Linked DNA regions of Mus musculus: regions 2, 3, 4 and 5 are each linked to region 1. Evidence: chromatin contacts called from public Hi-C and promoter capture Hi-C data. All regions are on one chromosome and are shown on one strand. Each heading gives the region's core, a stretch centred on a gene start, on an enhancer-like site or on the middle of the called end of the contact. The rest is flanking DNA. Distances are from core to core; before and after follow the strand shown.

Evidence for each region. Promoter capture Hi-C pulls out the DNA fragments that hold promoters and counts their contacts. Hi-C and Micro-C count contacts between places; a contact is called where the count stands out from the background.
Region 2: a contact with region 1 is called in a promoter capture Hi-C map of hippocampal neurons, with 4 times the contacts expected there. The contact joins the promoter of Cyp2j9 here to the promoter of 0610025J13Rik in region 1. A contact is called at or near these places in 5 of 39 promoter capture datasets (cranial neural crest, hippocampal neurons, liver and 1 more).
Region 3: a promoter capture Hi-C map of liver shows a contact between it and region 1, with 2.3 times the contacts expected there. The contact joins the promoter of Cyp2j5 here to the promoter of 0610025J13Rik in region 1. A contact is called at or near these places in 3 of 39 promoter capture datasets (liver, maxillary cranial neural crest and pre-B cells).
Region 4: a contact with region 1 is called in a Hi-C map of uterus, with 3 times the contacts expected there. The contact joins the enhancer-like site here to the promoter of 0610025J13Rik in region 1. A contact is called at or near these places in 8 of 39 promoter capture datasets (cranial neural crest, frontonasal cranial neural crest, hippocampal neurons and 5 more), 1 of 15 datasets of contacts at CTCF or cohesin (large pre-B cells), 6 of 484 Hi-C or Micro-C datasets (cardiomyocytes, cerebral cortex, palatal mesenchyme and 2 more) and 2 of 115 datasets of contacts at active chromatin or transcription factors (astrocytes and stem cell-derived neural progenitor cells).
Region 5: a promoter capture Hi-C map of hippocampal neurons shows a contact between it and region 1, with 10 times the contacts expected there. The contact joins the enhancer-like site here to the promoter of 0610025J13Rik in region 1. A contact is called at or near these places in 7 of 39 promoter capture datasets (the C10 cell line, cranial neural crest, frontonasal cranial neural crest and 4 more) and 1 of 115 datasets of contacts at active chromatin or transcription factors (embryonic forebrain).

Annotation. Positions count from the first base shown.
Region 1 is chr4:98,320,073-98,322,686 of GRCm38.p6, forward strand. It overlaps 0610025J13Rik (a long non-coding RNA gene), which reads left to right and starts at 1,284. Exons shown (of 3, transcript XR_376450.3): 1 at 1,284-1,435; 2 at 2,237-2,614.
Region 2 is chr4:96,590,181-96,592,794 of GRCm38.p6, forward strand. It overlaps Cyp2j9 (cytochrome P450, family 2, subfamily j, polypeptide 9), which reads right to left and starts at 1,305. Exons shown (of 9, transcript NM_028979.2): 1 at 956-1,305. The coding sequence starts at 1,165.
Region 3 is chr4:96,662,826-96,665,439 of GRCm38.p6, forward strand. Cyp2j5 (cytochrome P450, family 2, subfamily j, polypeptide 5) reads right to left here and starts at 1,294. Exons shown (of 9, transcript NM_010007.4): 1 at 976-1,294; 2 at 287-449. The coding sequence starts at 1,185.
Region 4 is chr4:96,805,674-96,808,287 of GRCm38.p6, forward strand. No RefSeq gene overlaps it. Among named protein-coding and RNA genes, the nearest start is that of Gm34053, 20 kb to the left of the region's middle. Within about 2 kb of position 1,283, at least 3 of the 459 cell types and tissues checked have an H3K27ac peak or open chromatin away from gene starts, as enhancers often do. A contact at or near this core is called in uterus, where this site is marked.
Region 5 is chr4:96,967,962-96,970,575 of GRCm38.p6, forward strand. No RefSeq gene overlaps it. Among named protein-coding and RNA genes, the nearest start is that of Gm27521, 52 kb to the left of the region's middle. Within about 2 kb of position 1,295, at least 37 of the 459 cell types and tissues checked have an H3K27ac peak or open chromatin away from gene starts, as enhancers often do. A contact at or near this core is called in embryonic forebrain, hippocampal neurons and second pharyngeal arch cranial neural crest, where this site is marked.

The DNA of each region.
Region 1 (2,614 bases), core at 34-2,533:
TTTCTCTAACCCTTAAGTTACATACATTAGAGCCCACGCAGATGCCTGAAACCTTCTCGGGTCGCAGGTCTTCCTTGAGTGCTGCTCCTGTGCACACGCTGGGGTACAGGAGTTTTCATCTGTGTGCTCATCAAACCTTCATTAGTAGAAGACTCTCCCTGAACTATGGAAAAGTCACGTGTGAACACAACCTTAAGTTTTTCCTTTCCACTCTGCAGACATACTTAGAGATGCCTGCCAATGGAGCAAGAACTGGAGAAAAACAAGCTGGCCCTTTGGGATCATTTAAGAACCAGGTGTGTTTCCTTATCATCACATAGAGTTTCCCGGGCATCTTTGGTGTGCAGGCTAGGAGATAAATAAAGATACATTCCTGGCCTGAGCAAAGAATATATTCTCTCAGGGGATAAAGGGGAGGAAGGGAGAGAAGGGGGAAGAGAAAGGAAAGGAGAGTGGAGATTGGGGGAAGGAGAGAGAGGAAAAGAGAGGGAGGTAGGGAGTGGAGAGGAGGGGTGGAGAAAGGGAGAGGGAGGAAGGGAGAGGGAGAGAGAGATCAGCACAGCACAGCACAGCACAGCAGGTATGTCAAGCAACTTTGTCCCATTTAACTTAAGGCAGGATTACTGACTACAGAGGTACCCAAGCACAGGCACAGCCATGAAAGACTGGAGAGGGTGTGTTTGAAAGACGTCTTTAAAGAGACCAAACGTTTGCTAATCAGAGAAGAGGAGGAGGAGGAATTCTAAGAGCGGGCAACAGCCCTGGGAAAAGCAGAGAGGTAGCTGGGTACTGAGGGTCAAGCCCCCAGGGAAGAGCAGAAGGTCCTGAATCCAGGCTGGGAACGAAAATGTGACTTCCGGTTCTCTTCTGGAACCTGTTAAACTCTTACCAGTGTGCAGAGGATACTCAACACCTGCCCTAGAAAGTTCTAGTTTTGAGACTCAAATACAGATAAACAAGGGATCCCTAACTGCAACCATGGTCTCATGAGCTCTGTGTTTATCTCCTGGGGTTGGGAGCACCTCTCTCTCCAGATCCATTGCAAGTGGGCACTTGACCACTCCTAGAACTCAGATCTTCTAGAGGGCCCAAAAGATGTGGCAATGGGTTCTTGTGGGCTGGTGAGTGCCGACAAGAGAAGGACTGTAGAATTTAATCTCAGTCGGCAAAGCAGTACCATTGCTCTGGTGTGACAGTGACCTCCACCAGAAAACAAAGAACGAAAGCGTGTGTGTGTGTGTGTGTGTGTGTGTGTGTGTGTGTGTGTGTGTGTGTGTGTACGTGTGCGTGTCCTTTAATTTTTAATAGCTATTCAGACAGTCCTTGGAGAGGGAATTGGCAGGTTCAGCGGGAGGCTACTCCCCCACCTGTCTCCAGGCACTGCAGACACAGCTGCTGCGGAAGGAGACAGTCAAAGCTTCCAAGGAAAGAAATGGTGCGGAGAGCTGGGGGTGGGAGGAGGGCGCCTTTCACACAAGCCCACTGGGGACTGGGCCTGTCTAGCAACTGCAAAAACAAGCCAAGAGGACACAGTCGGGCTCTATACAACTTCATGTTAAGTAAAATCCATTCAAGAGCCAGCTCAAGAGCCGCTTCAAAATCATTGGGGTTTTTTTTGTTTTGGTTTGGTTTTTGTTTTTTAATGGGAGAGCAAGGTAACCAGAGCTTTGGTGAGGCCATGGTCAGGTTTTGCTGCTTGAATCAAGAGGAGCCCTGAGGATTTACGCGCTGTCCTAAGACTTGAAACCGAGTACACAAGACACAAAACTTCCCCGTACAGTGCCTAGCAATGTCTTTATCTGTACTCCCCTAGGCTGAAAGGACACACAAGGTTGGGTTAAAGTTCAACTCCCAAAGAAAAGGAGGAAGGGGGGTTGGGGGGAGGACAGAACGAGAGAAACAGCGGAGTCTAAGAGACGGGGAGGAGGAAAGACTGGGGTGGGGACGACAGAGAGAATAGCAGCCCGGGCCAGATTTCAACTGTCCTGATGCAAATGTTAGCAATTCTACGGTGGCCGGGGGCTCGCTGCTCCCCCAAAGTAAAGCAGCAATTAGAAAAGGGGAAGAGGCCGTTTTAGAAGATGAAAACTAAAGCAAGGAGGTATTTTTGGTATCGTTTTAATCACAAAATAGCATGAATGTGGTCTGTGCCTGCGTGCTACACAAACGTCGATTTCAATACAACTGAACGCTAGTTTGAAAATTTCCATTTTTGTAATTTGCTTCCCTTTGTTAGGCCAAGATTTGAGAGAAACCTGGCAGCGTCCCCAAGCCTGGCACGGGATCGCCTCAGACGCACTCGGCTGCTCCGGAGGCGGAGCGCGAAGCATCGGACCCGGCGGGCGGAGCCAAGCCAGCGGGGCGCAGCGCAACGCCTTCCGCCAGGGCGTCTGCCGCCACCTACCGGCGACCAGGCAAGCGTCAGTGCGACCCCAAAGCAAGCTGCTGTGAGCTGGCTGGACCTGGTCCCAGCCACTAGCAACAGCATTTCCAACAAAGGCCACCCGTCTTAGCCTACCCAGCTCAGAAACTCCTGTCTAAGTGCTCTGCCCTAGGAGTTGATCTAACTGCTTTATGTAAACCCAACCTGAGGACGAAGGCAGTCTGTGATCCC
Region 2 (2,614 bases), core at 55-2,554, 1.7 Mb before region 1:
GTTAACAAAGTCAGTCGAATGTGAGCAATGAATAACAAACACTGAGCAGCTGCTGGGAGGATGATACAAGGATATCCAGGAGATATAAGAAAAGAGCAAAGAGGAATAGAGAGGCAAGTATTTGGAAAGTGTCTAAAAAACACACAGAGAACTCAGAATTTAAAAAAAAAATGGGTGGGAGAACAGAAGGAAAAATATGGGTTTAAATCCTCAAATTAGCAATAAATAATCAGACATAGCCAATCTTCACAAATACTGGAAAGTGACAGGGATGGTCACACATGGCAGAGTATTCACTATCTAAACAGAGAAAATTACTGTAGATAAGAAATATCACGTGGGAAGAGGGTCATAGAGCAGAAAGACCTTCCAGTCCTATACAGGTACTATGTACTCATAACCATTTTTCCAGGACAAGCGGGAGAGCTACAACAACTCAGTGGGAAAACAGGCAGACTTTTAGTGGAGCTGGAAACTTCAGTGCATCTTTCTCTGGATTAGATAAAGTCAGTAGGTGAGCAGTCATCAAAGATGCAAAAGGACCAAACTAGGCTCAATAAGACAAATCAGAGAACTGATATGTACACAGGTCAAGAGGAGAACACACTTTCAAAACAAAACAAAACAAAACTGGATAGGTAGTGTAACCAACATCTGGGACATCCTATTTCTTACTCCAACATAACGTGTTTATGAGGATAAATTATTACGTCATCAAATCTACCTTGACATACTTAAAAGACTTTAAAATCAGAGACAGTAAGTTTTCTGGCCATAAAATCACTCTGGGAATCTTTCATCGACAGATATCAAGAAAATCTACAACTGTTTGTAACCTGTAAGACCTTATCTCTGGGTTAGTGGGCTGTCAGCAACAGCCTTCGGCTACATCCTCGAGTTCCTGATGGCAATATACAGTTTCAGGATGCAGCCAGGCAGTGTTGCCTCTTCCTACCTGCTGAAGGGATAGGTGGGGCTGCTTGGGGTCCAAATGGAACAAGCAACCCACGAAAGGAAGGCGCATTGGCCCTGGCGGGTAGTTCTTGGGGCGACGGTTTTTGAGGAAATCAGCCAGGAACAGAAAGGTGACAGCAGACAGCAGCAAAATCCGGAGATGGAGCGCAGCCCAAATGGCAGCCACTAGGGAGCCGGCTGCCGCAAGCATGGCTGATATCAGAGCAGGCTCTTGGAGGAATGAGAATCTGAACTGAGGCAGTTCCCCAAGGACACTGCCTGTAGTTCCCAGAATGAACCAGGCCTGTGGTTTAAACCCCCAAATCGCTACAGGGCCCCTCCAATCTGTCGCCTGCAGACTCCTCCTCCCTGCTCTATTCACTTCAGCAACTTTGGCCCGCCTTGTTTATCTGCTTCCCTAAGTCTTAACAGAGCTTTGTCTCCAGAGCTCTTTCACTTTTACCCAGTCTTCCTAAGGACCCAAACATCCCCTTGGCCCCGCCTCAAGACTCTCCGTCACGCCCCTCTCCAAGTTCCAAGTCTTAGCCTTTGGAGACTATTCCTTTGGGGGTGGGGAAGCCACTTGAGCATGTATGGACTAGCTAAGAACCTTGCTCATAAACAAAGTATTTCTCTGGTTCTAGGCTTGTGATTTGCATGCAACCCAGAGAGTATCATGTGCATCTGATCTCCCGTTTTATAAACAACCTTTCACCACTGATTGCAATTTTCTGAAACAGGAACAGTATCAGCCCATGTTTCTGGGCTGCACGCCAGGGAGCGCTCTGGCCTCTTTATAAGAGCTCACCAGCTTTGAGTGCTATTCACAGTGAATTAAGTGAATCCACAGATTCTTCACAGAAAGAACACCCTGGTCTTGATTCTCCCCTACCCCCTTTTGTAGTGTTAGAGAACTGAACACCGCAGCCCTTGACCATGCTAAGAAGCCTTTCCATCATCACTTTGCACTCTCCCTCCCTCCCTATTAACTTTTAGGGTTAGTATATAATTTAGTGAATTTGATTAACGGGCACTTTCATGTCCATGTTTTTTCACAAATATTTATGCATATATTTGGCACTTTCCACTCATTCCCTACACTACTGTTGTAGGTCCTGCTCTTCCCCAGATTATCCCCTTCTGCATTTTGGCAGTGTACCTTCCTAAAGATTTGCTCCTTTCCTTCCATGGTTCCATTTCTAGTCCCAGACCCTGACCCCATTTACTCAAACACAGTTTAATCTAGGCTAGTACCGCAGAAAACAAGCTGTCTTCGCCTTTCTGCATCTGGTTTGTTTCATTTTCCATAAAGATCTCCAGCTTGTTCTCTCTCGGCTCTTCCATGAGAATCTCCAAGCACATTTGGTCTCCAGCATGGAACTTTCCACCCTGTGCCACATATAGGAGACCCTTAAGCCACATATCAGGCTAGACATGCATAGGCACTAAACATATAGATATACAGTCTGCTTACAAACTTTTTATTGATTAAAAAAGATAAATTGAAGTTTCTAACTCTCCAAGATCTTAAGAGGGAGACAGAGGAATAAGAAGAGAAACTTAACAAAGCTTAGCTTGTTTGTATTCTTTCAATCCTCTTTTGATTTTTTTCTTTTGTTGAAAACAGATTATTTTCTCATACACTATGCCCAGATGATAA
Region 3 (2,614 bases), core at 44-2,543, 1.7 Mb before region 1:
TTCTTCTTCTTCTTCTTCTTCTTCTTCCTCTTCCTCTTCCTCTTCCTCTTCCTCTGTATCCTCTCCCTCTTCCATTTTCTCCTTCTTCTCTCCCCCACCTTCTGCTCCACTTTCCCTTTTATCTGCCCAATCATCAGCTCCCCTTTATTTTACAAATTAAGGTGGGAAGCAGGTTTACAGGAAATCACCTGAGTGCTGACTCATTCTTTGTTCGAAACCACTCACAGGAGAATAGAATTACCATCAAATATAATTAGCCCCAAGGCTATCCACGACAGAAACTTACCATTTTTACCTGTGATTCGTTCTCTAACCGGTGTCATAAAGCGATTCACAAAATTTTGGTCCAGGTGGGTAAACATTTCTTTGATTAAAGGCAGTCCTGATACAACCACCACTGGTGATTGGCCCAACTCCAGACTAAATACATTCCCATATTTCTTCACAAACTGTAAAATATTTCAATAGTCAGAGTTAAGTGTGTGAATGTCTGAGGATCTAATATAATAATGTCAGGCATGTGTGTTAGTGGACTTATAGTGAAGTTCTATATGTTTTTGTGAGAACATGAAAATTATTCTGTGGAGAGCTCACATCCCCCATTCAAGTAAGTAAATAAACATAGAAAAAGATGTAAACTTAAAGTGAGTCCTTTTGACCTAAGTTCTTTAAGAAACAATAGACCAAATAAAATATACAAGATTAGATAAACAAACAAAAACTCTACTACTCCAGAGCAGTGGAACAGGTTTACAAAACAGGTACTACTTTCATGGTGCCAACATTTTAAAAGGAAAAATAATGGAGTCTATTGACTGGAGGAGACAGAAGTTGTAGTGAGTTTAGCAGATGCACAGAACAAGCTTTAGAGTCCTGTAGCCCTGTCCTCCTGTCTGGGCTGTTGGGAATATTACCAACCCTGCAATTTTGGATTAGTGTCATGATACAGACAAGACACTCTCAGCCCCATCTTACCTGCTGAAGCACCAAGTGGGTTTGCTTAGTGTCTATTTGAAAGAAGTTGCCCACAAAGGGCAGACGCCATGGCCCTGGTGGGTAGTTTTTGGGGTGACGGCTTCTGAGGATGTTAATCAGGAACAGGAAAGTGACAACAGCCAGTACCAGAGTCTTGAGATGGAGTGCTTCCCAGAAGGTGGTCACCAGGGAGCTCAAAAACATAATCATATTTGGGATCCTTGCACACTCCTCTGTAGAAAAGAAAATGGGGAACAGTAGGCTCTCTATGACAGGGTTACAGTGGACATTCTCACCCCTTCCTGCCCCTTGATGATCTTCCAAGTACAAGCCCTGCTGTGGCTTGGATTACCCACTGTTGGGTGAAGCAGCCTGGTTATTTATTTCTAGAAATCGTCAATATCGGGTGGGAATAGACCACACTGAGGGAAATTGCTTACTTATAAAGAACTGTTTTGGATGACAGGGAGATTCCTAGGTTTATGATTTTCATACTCAGACCCCAGTCTTTGACCTGCTGTTTTCCAGTCAGCATTTTACCCAGTGACCATAACCTGCCTGGTAAACAGACATTTCTGCTGATTTTTTCAGGGCACTCATCTCTTTACATACGCTCTGTACATTTTAGGATCATGAAGTTGGTATAAGTTATTCAGGGGATGGTCTTTTACTAAGTAAATTATTTCCTTTGGCAGTTCTTCATATATAAATTTTACATTATGACTTACTCTCACTCTGCCACTCTTCTCTTTCTCTCTGACCCCATCAACATTCTCTTTTCTTTTTATGTTTTGGGGGTTTTTCATTTTGTTTTGTTTTTCTTTTCTTTTTCTATGTTCATGGCGTACCATTTTGTTTGTTACCCACTGAGTTTAATCAGAGTTTCCTGTGGGAACAGAAGTATGTAAATATTCAACAGAACATAGTGGGACCACCAATGAGCTCACATCTGAAGGTAATGATGTTCTCATTTCCCAGCATCCATCAGTAGGCAATATTTAATTAGGGAGAGATAAGGCCCCTTCAGCCCTTCTCCTATCCATGACTGGGCATTGTTAGGTATAGTCCTATGCAGTCCCAGTGCACCAGGCAAACACAGATACTATGAGTTTATAATTACTATGGACAATACATGTTCAGAACATAGCATTTTGAAATTCTCATGCAGTCTTCCAACTCTATTAAGATTTTCTGTCCATTTAATAATAGTCTCTTAGCTTTAGATGGAATAGTATAAAGATCCCATTTAGATTTTAGCACCCAAATGACCTATACTCTCAGGAACTTGAGCAGTTAAAAGTGCCTGTATCCACTGTTACTCATTAACTGAGAGTACCTTTCCTTTGTGGGTATAAATATAGATTTTTACAAGGCAGTTTGGTGCCAAATTAATACAGCTAAAGTACAGCAGTCAATTCATGCCTAGGACCTATGACCTACATGACATTGGGTTTTGTCAGGTTTATAGTACAAAGTAGCATAAGCAGGAGATGAACTTGATAGCATTGGCTCACATTGAGGGAACACCGGTTAAACATTATTATGTGTCACCCAGCACTGACACTGACAAATATGGCTGTTTATGGAAGTATTTTAAAGATAACACAGGATCTTACTAAGCTCCTAGCACTGAATATTT
Region 4 (2,614 bases), core at 33-2,532, 1.5 Mb before region 1:
TGTATATAGAATCTCCTCTGTAGTCTTTACTCAAATAAATTTATGATTATGTGTTCTGGGCTTTTAACCTATCACACTGTAATTAGAATATAATTTCCTCTTTGAGCCATTATTTATAACCATCCCTATATAATCTTCATCTACATAAACTAAGATGAGTAGCATGGTTGTTTTCCTATATGTCCAGCCTTTACTACAAGAATCAAAACTACTCAGGTATGATGAGAATGCTGTATAGAAAGAGTTAATCACATACAGATCTAGGATTACCTAAAACTTTAACCAATGTGAATGTAAAACGCATCCAGAGGGAGTGTATGCGTGCTGCTGACATTGCCTTGACCATGACAAGGACCCTAGCCTAATGCCCAGACAGAAATGCCAAAGCCTTCCCTTTTGGTCCAGGTGTGGATGTTGATAATGTGTGAAGAAAATGTACACCATTATTTTCTTCCCCAAAATATTTACAACCTGAAAACTTCTCTCCTGCTGAGACTGCTCGTACTAAGACTAGCTAAATAGCTCTCCTTGATCCAGCTGTTTATCATAAACGCTGCTTCCTTGTTCATCTGTATACCCTAAATCCCGCCTCCTCATTCACCTCTACACAGTAACCCTTATATAATAAACAGCATACTGAACACCTTATATAATAAACATACTGAACACCTTATATAATAAGTATACTGAACACCTTATGTAATAAACATACTGAACACCTTATATAATAAGCATACTGAACAGCTGGGGTGCTGTGGTTTTTCCATCAGAGGGACCAGTGCACCCAACTCCAGGTTTTGTCTTTGTGTTCCTCTGTCTGTCTTTTTTTCTTTCCTCACTGCCCCAATAAACTCCGTTCCTGGGTTTGTGCTAGATGTAGTAAAGATATCTTAACAGGCATTCTTCAATATGTACAGGCCATAAAGCATCCAGAGTCTATGCAAAATAAGATGTTGCTATGCAAGCTGGAAATACAAGGGACTAATTCTATTTTTCACTTTCATTAGCAAATATGATTTCTGTCCACTCCTCACTGACATTCATAATTCTGAATTTCTCTATACTTAAACTGCTCCCTCTAAGTTTCAGCTGGTGATTTTCACAGAAATGTGTCTCCTTGAGAAGCACCCTAAAGTGATTGATTAGCTTCCCTTGCAGCATTTGCTAAGCCTGGAGAACATTAGCCATTTCCATTTCTCCCCACCCTCCCAAGTGGAGGTGGGGAGATAAGAATCCTTGCAGTTCAGGGAGGAGGAGAGGACAGATCTATGACGAAGCAGCTGGTACCAAGGCAATTGCAGCCCTTGAGAGCAGCTCACACCATGGGGTCAGGGGAGCAGCATTTTATGTTCTTTTGTAGAATAAACTGAATATTTTTATAAGAAACAAATCCTCCCTCTATGATCCTGTTCCCATTAGTAGGTCAGGGTAAGAGCAAACCAGAGCAGCTTAATTTACTTAGAAGACATTCAGTATAAATACTCTATTCCCTTGTGTAATGTTCTTGTTCTGTTACCCTTAATATGTGCAAGCAAAGATGACTTAAAGTTTTGATATGCCCAGAGACCACTCTTCTTATAACATGGTTCATCTTTTAGGCTTGATGTCAAAAGTCAGAAAGTCAACATCAACACAGCATGTATTTGCACTCCACTAAACTACTCTACAATCTGTAACTGCTAACCCCATAAGTTTGAAAGTTTACCTTAACATTTGTGGGAAGCAGATGGTTTCCATACACTGCCAACCTGTTGTTACCCAAGCATTTTCTAAGAATTGTTTTCCAACCACAGTCATAAGCATAATTAACCTTTCTGAGGATTGAATAAATAAGAAAATGATCTCTACTCTGCAAGAAAGCTAAATATGCTATTCGAGCTTGCTCAGGGCAAGCCCCAGGACAAATGTAAAACCACACACATTGCAATGACTGATCCATGTTTGGTATGGTTTCCCTGGATGCTGTTCTGTCTTCTCCCCCACTCATTATATAATGCCCCGTCTCTTTCTTTTTACGTGCTCCTATGTGCTTGCTTCTCCTGTAATCATTGGCCTGGCTTGGCTCTGTTATATTTGTTCTCAATAGAGTAGAAACCAGGCGAGATATTTTTAGGCTGTAACGGATGATTTTACATGTGCTTCATTTCACTGTCTTTGGATGCCTGTGGGTTTCCTCTTGTATCTCTGACTTGTGTTTTGACTCTTTCTTAGGTTTGGTTTCTGATCTAGTGTCTTGCTGAACTTTGTATCTTTCTCTAATTAACATTCAGCGTTTCTCTGATTTTCTTTTTAAATTTTTTCACTTTGAAGCAAGTATAGTTTAGAGTCTTTAAAAGTCAAAGTGAAAATCCCCATTCCCACCCCAGTGATAGGTAGAGATTCTGTTTTTATCTTTCCGATTTCTACTTCTTGAATAACTATACTAAAACATGCCAATAATAAAGGAGCATTGTTACAATCTATGGAGTTAGGCCATGTTTTTATCAATGTGTGTGTGTGTGTGTGTGTGTGTGTGTGTGTGTGTGTGTGTGTGCGTGTGCATCCTTGCATGTGTGTGGCCTTGTCTTTGAGACAGTCTCATGTGTCACCTACTCAGTTCAAGGCTTGTGTGTAG
Region 5 (2,614 bases), core at 45-2,544, 1.4 Mb before region 1:
AGATCCAAGAGCACTTCAGATCTATTGTGCATACATTTCCAGAGAAGCAGCTACTGAGCCCTTCCTCAGCAGAGCTTGTTATGCAAGCAATTATGTGTAACATTAACAGCGAGATAAAGATCAGTTTGCTACAAAAAAATATATCTCAACTCAGTTGTCAGCCAGTTTAATGCAGTCACAGTCATTCTAAATGATGCCCTTAAAAGTTATGATATAATAACCTAGTTAGAATCAATTTGATAAAGTAAGAGAACCTACTTGTAGGGTAGTAATAACCTTCTTTGTCAAGCCATTTCAATAATTCTAAAAGAGCAGACAGCCCTCAACTCAATAGGCCCATATAGAAAATGGTAAGCTCTTCCCAAGGGACTGAGAAATGTGTCTGTTAAAGAATTTTGTGCAGTTATGTTCAAGGAATATTAAAGCTTAATTGATGTATTGGTGGTTTCAAGCATAAAATACTCAGTGTTTTCTAAGAACAAATGGAAAGCTCTAAACCAATGATTAGATTTATAGTTTGGACAAATCAAACATGCTCTTATATTCATCAAGGAAATATCTCTGCCTACGTATGCCCTTGGTTTGGAAGTTTCCTCCCAAAACACGAAGCAGTCATTCAATGACCCTCTGCTCACTCTGCTCACAGGAACTTCAGTGACTGCAATCTAGAGGGGAGCTACATGTCTGCAAAGTGACCTGAGACACAGGGTCTCCTCATTTGCTCATCCTCATCACTTGTACGCATCTGTCCATGTGCTATAGGGATTTAAGACTGTAACCAGGATAGGATACAGAGGCTGTGGAGTCTGAGCTCAGTGCAGTAGAGAAGCAGCTGCGTTGAAACATAGGAAAAACAAAGGAAAAAAAAACGCAACATTTTTTCTTATGAATATATTTAACGTGTTAAACAGATTCTGGCAATTTCCTGATGGATCCAAAAGAAGCCTGAGCTGAGATTTTCACAGAGAGCGTTCCAGGCTCTGAATACTGTACGTCATGTATTGAATCACATCTGCTACAGAGAGGAAGCAATGAATAATTAACTCGGCCTCCACATTACCACCATAGATTACAGCGTCCTAACTGCTGGACTGCCTTGTATATATAAAGCATTTAGAAACCCCAGTTACTCTCTTTCCTTTTAAATTTGTCTTGCTATCGCTTACCACTTAAAAGAGTAAAGCTTTCTTTGGTTTTAATTAAAGCATTTAAAATAATTTACATTGAAATCATATGTGCTCGGGTCTGTCAGAATTGATGCTTTAATAACATGCCATCCCTTTCTCCATTGCCCTGAAATCTGTTAAATTACCACTAACCTAATTGGGAACAAAGTTGTCAAATGCATGCAGCTCTGACAGTTTGTCTTTCTGCAAACTGCCGACAGATTGCAAGTTACGCATGTGTTGAGCAGATGGGTAAGTTAAAAGGAACACCCCCACTCAAAAAAAAAAAGCAATTTATTAAATCACCTGGAACCAGCAGCTCAGTCCAAAAATAGTGAGAATGAAATATAGCAGGAGCTGGGAGTGCTGGCACTAGAATATACCAGAAGGTACCGGTTACAAAACAAGATAAACATTTGGAGATGCCTCAGCTGTGTTGCAGAATAATGAGGAGTTATTTAACCCGATATAGATTACCAGCCAAAATTAATTTAGGGTGCAGCTTTTTTGGAAAGCCATTTGCAAAGTGATTGCTTTAACCCTTTGTTGTCTTATTCTCATTATACAAAGACAAACAAATTTCTTCTCCCAGTCCTACAGCCAGTAATACACACACACACCTATATATTTGGGCACATGCACACTATCACACATTAAAGCATAAATTTATATTTACACATATGAGCACATTTACCAGGAAATGTTTATATATTTATATGTATGAATATATCTGATCATGTAAGTATCACATACAATCATGAAATATATATGCATATGTATCAATAGCTACCTCTTCATCTACCTGCCTACAGTCATGTACAGGAAAGAGTACCTTTTTCATGATGTTCAGCAAGCCTTAATATGCACACTCAGTTATACTGTTCCCACAATATTTTTCCTATACTCTAATGGGTATAGATCCCCAAGCAGGAGATGGAGAACCGCTTCCAAAAGCACTGGGGAGGATAATGGAGAAATGGGAGGTAATGTCCAATTGAATTCTTTAAGTAGGCTTAGTTTGCATGACAAGAGGAGAATAAGAGTTCTTTGAAGAGTTATGTGGATTAATGTCATAAGGCCAAACAAATAAAGAGGATGTTTTCTCTAGTATTTGTATTATTTGAACAGTTCAAGCCGGCATAAAATCATCAATTCAATTTTTAAGAGGGCAATAAATCAAAACTAAAGATTTATTCTGTTTCTAATATTGAATCTTGACAGGCCCATAGGCTCAGAAAATTAACGGTCTTTATGTCTCTGAAACAGAAAATACAATTAATTCAAGGATAATTCCTGCTGAAAATTTGGTCAGTCAGCAAAAAGCCCAGAGTCAAGAAAGTGGGCTAGGTCCCCAGGAGCAGGGCAGTGAGTCAGATACTATTGCTATTCTTGGCTTACTTGTTTCTCTCTTGAACATCACATACAACTACAATGCTGGCCACCATGTA